3 separate regions of the Pan troglodytes genome follow, and regions 2 and 3 are each linked to region 1. The links are chromatin contacts, called in public Hi-C maps. All regions are on one chromosome and are shown on one strand. The core of a region is the stretch at or near the end of the contact, and the rest is flanking DNA. Distances in the headings are between cores, read along the strand shown. Region 1 has its middle 240 kb from the start of RFX3. Region 2 overlaps RFX3 (regulatory factor X3). Region 3 overlaps GLIS3 (GLIS family zinc finger 3).

What was found. Hi-C and Micro-C count contacts between places; a contact is called where the count stands out from the background.
Region 2: a contact with region 1 is called in a Hi-C map of induced pluripotent stem cells, with 2.3 times the contacts expected there. The contact joins two enhancer-like sites. A contact is called at or near these places in 2 of 7 Hi-C or Micro-C datasets (induced pluripotent stem cells and stem cell-derived neural progenitor cells) and 1 of 1 other capture datasets (stem cell-derived neural stem cells).
Region 3: a contact with region 1 is called in a Hi-C map of stem cell-derived neural progenitor cells, with 4 times the contacts expected there. The contact joins two enhancer-like sites. A contact is called at or near these places in 3 of 7 Hi-C or Micro-C datasets (blood, induced pluripotent stem cells and stem cell-derived neural progenitor cells).

Annotation. Positions count from the first base shown.
Region 1 is chr11:112,200,803-112,203,953 of NHGRI_mPanTro3-v2.0_pri, reverse strand. No RefSeq gene overlaps it. Among named protein-coding and RNA genes, the nearest start is that of RFX3, 240 kb to the left of the region's middle. Within about 2 kb of position 1,868, at least 5 of the 24 cell types and tissues checked have an H3K27ac peak or open chromatin away from gene starts, as enhancers often do. A contact at or near this core is called in induced pluripotent stem cells and stem cell-derived neural progenitor cells, where this site is marked.
Region 2 is chr11:112,464,156-112,467,595 of NHGRI_mPanTro3-v2.0_pri, reverse strand. The region is part of intron 2 of RFX3 (regulatory factor X3); the gene reads right to left. Among named protein-coding and RNA genes, the nearest start is that of RFX3, 21 kb to the right of the region's middle. Within about 2 kb of position 1,400, at least 3 of the 24 cell types and tissues checked have an H3K27ac peak or open chromatin away from gene starts, as enhancers often do. A contact at or near this core is called in induced pluripotent stem cells, where this site is marked.
Region 3 is chr11:111,836,133-111,839,218 of NHGRI_mPanTro3-v2.0_pri, reverse strand. All of the region lies in intron 5 of GLIS3 (GLIS family zinc finger 3), which reads right to left. Among named protein-coding and RNA genes, the nearest start is that of SLC1A1, 420 kb to the right of the region's middle. Within about 2 kb of position 1,533, at least 4 of the 24 cell types and tissues checked have an H3K27ac peak or open chromatin away from gene starts, as enhancers often do. A contact at or near this core is called in stem cell-derived neural progenitor cells, where this site is marked.

The DNA.
Region 1 (3,151 bases), core at 619-3,118:
AATTGAGTTGTTTCTTAAATTCTTATTAATGTTTCATTATATCCCCTCTTCACTTCATTTTCTAATTTAACAATTTACTCGATACTCCCAAGGGTGACATAGCTGTCCTCTATAAAGACACAGAATGTTCAACGTGCCCCAAAGAAGGCAGAGTGATGGAAAGGACAGACAGCTAGACTGGGAAGAAACAGATCTGTGTTTAGTTGTGCTGTATTAGAAACATCACCCAATTCTAGGTTTCAGTTTTCTCATGTTCAAACTAAGCGGAGGAATTAAACTAAACAACTTCTAAGATACTTTCCACCTTTGAAATTTTAGACCTCTGGCTTTTGATTAAATTTCCTGAATGCCAACCTCCTCATCCAGAAGGACTATGCTGAAGGCCACATAAGAAAGTGATGACTTATGTTTACTTGAGCCCCTGTAATCCCAGTGGAGAGACTGAGATGCCTACCCATGAAGCTGAAGCACATATTTGGAATACGTAATGCTTTGTATTTCTTTAAAAATTTAATTTAGTTCATTTTTAAAGAGATTTTATTAGTCCATTTTCTGCTGTTTTAACAGAATATCACAGGCTGGGTAATTCATTTAAAAAAAGAAGTTGATTTGGCTCACAGCTCTGGAGGCTACAAAGTCCAATAGCATGGCCCCAGCATCTGGTGAGGGCCTTCCCATGCATCATCCGTGACAGAAGGCATTACGTGGCAAGCAAGTGCATGAGGTGGAGAGAAAATGGGGGCCAAACTTACCCTTTGATCAGGACCCCACTTCTGAGATAACTAACCACTCCTGTAACAGCATTAATCCATTCACCAGGCAGAGCCCTCATGACCTCATCACTTCTCAAAGGCCCCACTCCCCAATAACATTTTATTGGAAATTAAATGTCAGCATGGGTTTTGGAGGGAACATTCAAACCATAGCAGAGAAAAAAGGCACTCCTTAGTCTGTGGTGATTAAAAAGGGTGAAGGGAGCAGGAATAAATTCAGCAATTCAGCACCCTGTGTACACCAATCTGAGAGATATAAAAAATATTTCCTGTTCAGGCAACAAAAACTTAAAAGCCAATAGTTATGGTACGCAAATAACTGATAAGCTAAACTGTATTAACAGTATAAACTGTTTTGTATTCCACTCTATATAACTTTACCAGGTAGGTTCCATTCTGGATTATTACAAATAGGGATTTGGCATTTCTTTTATAATTGGGTGCCTGGGGTGTACAATAAAAATATTTCAGTCTCTGCACCTCCCCTCTCTGCTTCCTTCTTTTACAATGGGAAATTTCCCTTCTCTTCTACAAGCTGACAAAATACAGCCTGCTTTCTGGCTCGCATGTACCACATGCTGGTCACACATAGCTGTTTACAAAAATGCAGACTTTTGCTGCCTAGAAGAGTATTTTACCTGGTACTCAGCAGTTATAGACAAGTGATTATCTGTAAACTCTGATCTTAAATTTGAGTGATGTAAGATGGTTGATTTATTCTTTATAATTATTCCATAAAAATACTAAATAGATACCTAATCTGAAAGATAGTTACAGATCTTGCTTTATGGAGGTCACTGAATTCTTCAGTGTTCCGTGAATAACACTGTTGGGGTCTAAGAGGTCACAGCACCAATAGAAAGTAGTGTTGGATACACATTTCTTAGTCTCTACCAACAGAGATCACCAACATGAGAATTGTTCAGAAGGATAACGATGCCTCAAGTATGTAAGGTATGTCTGTAATACAAATGAAACAGGCATTTGGGGGAGAAAAAACCTTTTGCCTTACTCGAGAGAGGAGCCATTCCAGAGGCTTGCCTGCAAGGGAAGTCTGTGGCTCTAGCTGCATTTCAATGCAGTGCTTAGTTTATTCACCAGGGGTCATCAAAGGTCTGGATTTTCTTTGTCTACTTGTTGACTCATATGTACTCTGTATATACACTCAAGAACCACTGGATTCTTTAGAACTGTGCATCAGGAGATGTGGCTTGCTTTCCTTCTCCCCACCACTCCAGGCCCACCCCCAGCACTTACTCTTTATAGATTTCTACCAGCACACTGCAGCAAGCAAGTCCATTAGATGCATCACAGAAATGCCTTTTCTAACTAAACTAACTTATTTAAAAAAAAGAGAGAGAGGAAACATGGTATCTAATTAGGTTTTTAAAAAATAATCATTTTCCAAAGTTAGAAAGTGAAAGGCTTTTCACACTATTGTTTTCTAGATTCATGAACCAAATTGCATGCTTGGAAAACAAATGGGTCATGGTTCACTTCTGTTAGATTTCACTTAGTAACTGGGGTCACAGAGGGCCAGATCAGGTCACCAGATGAACCAGTTAACACTAGGCTGGGACTTTTTAGTCCCTGTTGAACAAGTAAATAATGAAAGTTTTCAATGAAGATTTTGTCTCTGGCACGGGTAGGATCTCACGGGTCTTGATGAACCTGATGTCTGGATTGAATACCACCTTTTGTGCAGCTCGCAGTTCCTATCTCAGTTTTCTGTGAAGCACCCTTAAATACCTTTAGTACATAGCTATTGCAAGTAGTTTGATACTTTCTTACCTCTATCCTCTGAATAAACCAGATTGCATCCTTTGAAAGCTCAAAAGTGAGACATATTTCAGCCACAACGAGGAGTGGATTCAGCTTATAGCTTCTTCCCAGGGCGACATAGCTTCTATTTATGAATCAGTGGTATTGACAGGTGACAACCTGCTGGCAGCCCTCGCTCGCTTTCGGCGCCTCCTCGGCCTTGGCGCCCACTCCGGCCCCGCTTGAGGAGCCCTCCAGCCCGCCGCTGCACTGACGGAGCCCCTTTCTGGGCTGGCCAAGGCCGGAGCCTGTCCCTCAGCTCACAGGGAGGTGTGGAGGGAGACGCGCAGGCGGGAACCGGGGCTGCGAGCAGCGCTTGCGGGCCAGCGCGAGTTCCGGGTGGGCGTGGGCTCAGCGGGCCCGCACTCGGAGCAGCCGGCCAGCCCGCAATCCCCGGGCAGTGAGGGGCTTAGCACCTGGGCCAGCAGGTGTGCTCAATTTCTCGCTCGGCCTTAGCTGCTTCCCTGCGGGGCAGGGCTCGGGACCTGCAGCCTGCCATGCCTGAGCCTCCCCCGACTCTGTGGGCTCCTGTGCGGCTGGAGTCTCCCCGACGAGCG
Region 2 (3,440 bases), core at 151-2,650, 260 kb before region 1:
TAGTAAGTAGAGCCACTCATAAAATGTAAATGTCAAGAAATGAGTCTATTTTATTGGAGAAATCATCTACTGTGGTAAAATTATTGCCCGAAGTCAAAGATATTAGATCAAACATTTTATAAGTTTCTATCCCTGAAACAGAATAATCCAGTTTACTACCATCCTTGGATCTTTTATTTACAAATACTTATCATTTTCTGTCTAGACTTAAAGCTTAGACACCACCCTCTATCCAACCCCCGGAGGTATTCATATGCATAAAGCCCAATAAGAGTTTATGCCTACTTCCTGGAAACCTCTAAGAGAAAGCTGATATACCTAAATCTAAAGAATTATATATATATATATGTATATACATACATATATAAGTATATATGTATATACACACATATATAAGTATATATGTATATACACACATATATAAGTATATATGTATATACACACATATATAAGTATATATGTATATACACACATATATAAGTATATATGTATATACACACATATATAAGTATATATGTATATACACACATATATAAGTATATATGTATATACACACATATATAAGTATATATGTATATACACACATACATATAAGTATATATGTATATACACACATACATATAAGTATATATGTATATACACACATACATATAAGTATATATGTATATACACACATACATATAAGTATATATGTATATACACACATACATATAAGTATATATGTATATACACACACATATAAGTATATATGTATATACACACATACATATAAGTATATATGTATATACACACATACATATTAGGTATATATGTATATACATATATAATGTATATATGTATATACAATATATATTATATATACATATATATACACACACACACATATATATGTGTGTGTGTGTATGTACGTGTGTGTGTAATTAAGTATCACTGAGCCAAGGCTTTCTTTCAGGGCATCAGGGTTTTTTGTCAGTCATAAGTAAATGACTAATCTCTATATCATACATTAAGGCTTGCAACTGAGAAAGTATTTTAAAAGCTACATAAAGATAAATCTATCTTCCCTCTTACATGAAAATTATTTCTCAAGGAAAGGTTATATTCATAACTTCTTCTAAGGTCCTGAAGAATTCCATTCACTTATGATATTAATTTATTAATGAAAATACTGGACTAGTAGCTCTTTAATAATTATAAATCAAGACATCCAACAGAATAACTAGTCTTGAAAAGAGGACAACAAAGAGGGTGAGGACCAAAGAAGAAAGAGCTAAACCCAAGTAAAAGCATATGCAACCTGGAATGGAAAGAACAGAGGTCAATGCTGCTCTTTGCAATGGCCAGTAGAGGCTGCCAGTGTACAAGCACACATAGGGCTTCCCCTCCCGGCCTCCCACAGACACAGAGTTGTCAACAAAATAAGAAACATTTCCATGGTGTAATATGAAGCCCAGCACTCTAGGCTCATCACAGAGCATCATGCAGCAGCAATCACCAAGTGTCCATTCAACCACGGCTTCTGGGTATGTGTCATGGGAACAAAAGAAAGCCAGAATATTTTTTGAGTACTTTTGAAAGATGATCGCATTTAGCCACTGTCTGACCAAAAGAAACTACCAATCCTATGTGATTACCTTTCCAGAAATGATACCTCAAGTTTTACAGACATGTAAAAATGGGTATTTTCCATGAAAGATAACTCAATTTAGGGCCTTCAAAATCTTTATTTGAATAGATGTATTACTCGGCTTCTTCAAATACAGTGAATTGTTACAGCTAAAGGACTCAGTTACTGAGTACAGAGACACAATTTGATCTAAAATTTGTAAGTATCATTCTTAAATTACAAATACTAACATACTTAAAAGGAATTTATTGATATTTGGCAGTCAGGTGAGATTCTGTCCATCTGTGCCCCTCACCCAGAGCCAAAAACACAAAGACACTCAAGTACACCAAGTGGCAATCACTTTTTAAAATTCATTTCATGAATCTGCTCTACAATTTTAAGAATTATGTATCTGGCCCTTTTTGAGCTCCACAACACTGCTATTTCTTGTAGAGAGAAACTTTGCTGTCAATCACTGCTCCCTTTTGCCACGCAAATATGTGCTGCAGCTTTCACTTGTCATTCCTATTATATGTAATGTAGGCAGCTTAGCACTAAATCAATTTAAGGAACTGCAGGAGTTAAATACATACATTATTATTATGATGACAGAAAAGGCAATGAATGTCTTGCAGCTCCATTTGCTTTCTTTGTTAAGAAAGAAAAAGCTAATTATCTGCAGCTGTCAACCATGAAGACCTAGACGTATTTAAGTCAACATTAGCTTTGGACAACTGAAAATATTTCTCACATTTTTACCCGATTGTTTTCCTTTTGAAAAAAAAAAAAAGAAAAAAGAAAAAAAAGAAAAACCACATACTTTCATTACAAAATATTAAACATTCTAAAGGGCAATGTAAAAACAAGTTGAAAAATGTAAAACTACATAGTTGTATCCCTTTTCAAAACCAATTCATTTAATATTTTTTAAAACTGCCTGTCACTTTTTCGTAATACCCACTCTCTAATTAGTGTAGCCAAAATTTAGAAAAATGCAAAGCATCTCCAGATAAATTCATTAAAAAAACATTCAAGTGAAAGCCCAGACTATTGGTTACAATGAAACTATGTTACAGATGATCAAGGGATAAATTCTGTTCATTTATTTAACAAAAAGAGAAAGAAAGAAATACATGTCCAAAGTTGAACTGCTGCAAAAAGACAGAAAATGCATACTGAGTTTGTGTTCAATGTAGGAACACAAAGACGTTATGCTTCTGTGTTCATATACTATTTCATATACATTATTTTCTTTACCTACCAATCTTCTATTTTCTAGTCTAGTACCATTAGAATCTAGAACTAAATACTTGGTTTTGAATTTTCTTTTTTCAAATTTAAGGATCAACTTGGGTATTTTTCCAGGACACCCAATAAGGATGAAAACAATATTTTCAATAAGTCAAAGATAAAGTCAATATATAAACTACGAAATCTCTCAATACTGTGTTCTAAAAAGTGCAGAAAGGTCATTATTCTTGATTGTGAACATAAATTTTTTTTGCACTTGTTTTTACTGGGTCAATGATAAAATATTATTTTCCTATTATTTTCTTTGGAACAGCTCTTCTCACGGGAATACACTTAAAACTATTTTACAATTTCACATTAAAATACTGTCCAGTTAGCTTTCAAATAACTTTTTAGACACCAATATAAATTCAACCGTACAAAATCAACAATGAAAGAAAAACAGGACATATGACCCAAAATAATTATAGTTTTAAAAATTATAGTTCATGTTGCAGTGAGCTGAGATCGCGCCACTGCACTCCAGCCTGGGTGACAGAGCGTGACTCCGTCTAAAAAAAAAAAAAAAATTATAGCTCAT
Region 3 (3,086 bases), core at 284-2,783, 360 kb after region 1:
TCTCTTCAATGGACCCTGAATGATATGGTCCCCCATTGCTGGAGCTAAGTAAATTGAGAATGAATTATCTCTGGCCTAAGAATTTGTAAAAGAAATTTCTGGACCGAAAGTAAGTTGCACCAGACCAGTGGTCTTAAAATCATTTTTTTCAATACAATCCTTTTTGCAAATATAATATTATGTCAAACCCAATATGTATCAAAGCAGTGGTGCTTTGGCTAAAATGGAGGTATGGAGTATCCTGCCCCTACCTGCCTGGCCCCATTCCACCAGATGCTTCTGCAAAGTCCTGCTCCTGACCCATTCTTCTGGGAAACCCCTGGGTTCAGTAGGGGTTTGTCTGACAATTTCTGATCTCGACAACTCAAGTGCACTTCCAAATCTTCTGATTCTGTAACAGTATAATTCTTCTTGCATGGCCTCAAGGCTCTCTGGAGATCTATGTGGCCCAATAACAGCACGAGCAAAACACAGGAACCACCACAGGCTGCCTGGTATTTACCTAGCTGTCCCATCTACAGATCGGGCCGCAAAAGGAAGCCAAGAGATCTTTGCCAGCCAGGCAGTGTAAAGCGGTGGAGAAACCATTATGATTGTGGTGCTGCCATTCCTGCTGTTAGGTTAAGGACAGGTCAGCATTTTTCACTATAATCCCCCTTCTTTCAGAGGTTTCTAACATGGCTATAAAAATCTGCCCTAGCTTAAAGTTTGGCATGAAAGTTTTGGCTCCAGGCTGTCCTTTCTTTCAGTGAAACTACTAAGAATGTGTTTAGCTACTTTAGAACTCAGAGAGGGCATTGGATGATCAGAATAAGAGAAGTCTGTGCTTTGAAATGCCTCCCCTCTGTTCCCCGCCCTACCCCACAACATCAGAAAAATGATTAAGCTACCTTTTCTTAAAAACAAATGTTTTCCAGGTCTTTGGCTGAAAATATAGCCTTGCTTCTTTAGGAAATTGCTAAATGGAACCAAACTCTTCCAAGGTAAAACGGCTTAATGCAAACAAGGTATTTCATACTAAAGGAGGGTTTCCTGCACTTACATTCTACTGTGGTTTGGTTTCAGCTTGTATCATCATTACCTTCTCTGATTCCCTGAAATAGGGTCCCATTGCTTTTGGAGTAAATTCCAAACATTTAAATTTTGCACAGATGACATTTATGCCTTGCACATACTCAACAGTAGTCAACATGGGTGGTAAGTGAAAGGTATTAGAATTATTCCCTCTTTGCAAACTAAAAGATTGAAGCCCAAAGAGCCTGACAGGCTTAAGATCCTAGTCAAAGGCAAACTAGGAAAAAGACTGTCTTGTACTTCCTCTGAGAGGTATGCTGCCTCCTTCAACTGCAGGATTTGCAAGCCATAGTGAAGAAAGCAAAAAGGGAGCCCACCACCTGAAAGCCTCTACAAGTCTGGAGCAGTTCATCCCACTGATAAGAGGAAGATTCTCATCTGCATGTCCAGGAATGTTCCTGTAATCAGCGGAGGTCAGGGCAGTTTCAAAGTCCGCATTCTGTTCCTCTGCCTTTGGGATGCCGTTAAAGTCACAACCAGAGGAATGCCTTTATCCCCAAGCATGTCCCCAGTGCTGGGAAGAGCATGGCTATGGAGCCAGAGAAACCTAGCTTAAAACTCTAGTTTTAAATCCACTCAAAATAAGGAAAGGCCTTTTCTACCTTTGAAAGATGGATGTGAAAAAAAAAAAAAAAGAAAAAAGAAAACCTACCTGAATCAGGTTGCTGTAATCATTCAAAGCACCCAACACCCAACATGTAAGAGAAATTCAATGAATCAGAGCTGCTGATAAGTAAACATCAACACTGCTCTCTCAAAATTTAAAAAAAGGGAAGAAAATAGAAGAAATAAGAAAAAGGTAGTTATTTAACAGACACTTGTTGAAAAAAGAAAGGATACTCTGAATACTCTCCTCCTTAAGGGTGGAAAATATGCACAATGATTTAAGAAGGTGACATACAGGATCCATTTGGAAAATGCTATTGTAAAAGTGTTTGTGCAGGAATCTGCCTGCTTGTCAAATTCAATGACTAACTATATTGGAACCCCCCTGCAAGCTGGCTTTATGACTGGGTTGAAAACTGCGTGCTGTGGTTCCTGTACTATCCTGTCTTCCAATTCTAAGACACCTCACATATTAGTTTTCCCATTTATTTTTCCAGCATTCTTGCATTCGTAAGCATTTCCTGAGCACCCACCATGTCTCAGGTATTGTGCTAGGCACTAGAGACACAGAGGTAAGTGCCAGAGCTCAGATGAGGGTGAGGCATGATGTATTCCCCATAGGTGAATCATTTAAGGGGGCTCCAAAAACTCAGTAATCAGGATAAAAAACATTTTGATGCAATATTTAAAATAATCAACATTAGTACAAAAAAATGCATGATGAACAAATTATCAAAATTTTAAATAAAGACAAGATGATTTAATACTGCCCTGTTGTACCATACTGGAGCTAAGGGAAAGGATAAATCACTAATGTGTATTCTACCCCATTTAAAATTTTGATATTTTGTTCACCAAGGATTTTAAAAATTAATACTGATTAAATATTACATTAAAATATTATTTACCTTTATTATTGAGCTTTTGGCACTCCCTTAGATTTCTGACACTTATCCTGGCCCTGAGTAGGACATATTTTGTAGTTGGCTGAAAACTGAAATACTAATGTCAACAAAAGAGAGAAATCTAGGGGCATTAAAATACATTACAAATATCAAAGAAAGATAAAGTGAGGGGGCAGATAACACAAGGCTCCTCAGTGGCAATACCTGCAGCCAGGCCTTCCGTTGGATCATCTTGACCCCCGGGCGTACATCGTACAACCTTCACACCCCCTTCACCTCTCAAGGAAACGGTGTTTGAGGTAGGTCTGCTTACCACAGTCCTTGTCAACTGGCAGCAACACAGGGCAACTGATTTTCATGAGCAGGGTTTCTACTCCACAGGGCGTTTTTCCAGTCTTGCCTGGCTTGTCCTTGATTACGGCAGTAGAGGGTAGAATCTGCCCCAGAACTGTTTGGCCATTAGCTATTCCTAGGTTATACAATGAGCTTCATATTCAGTGC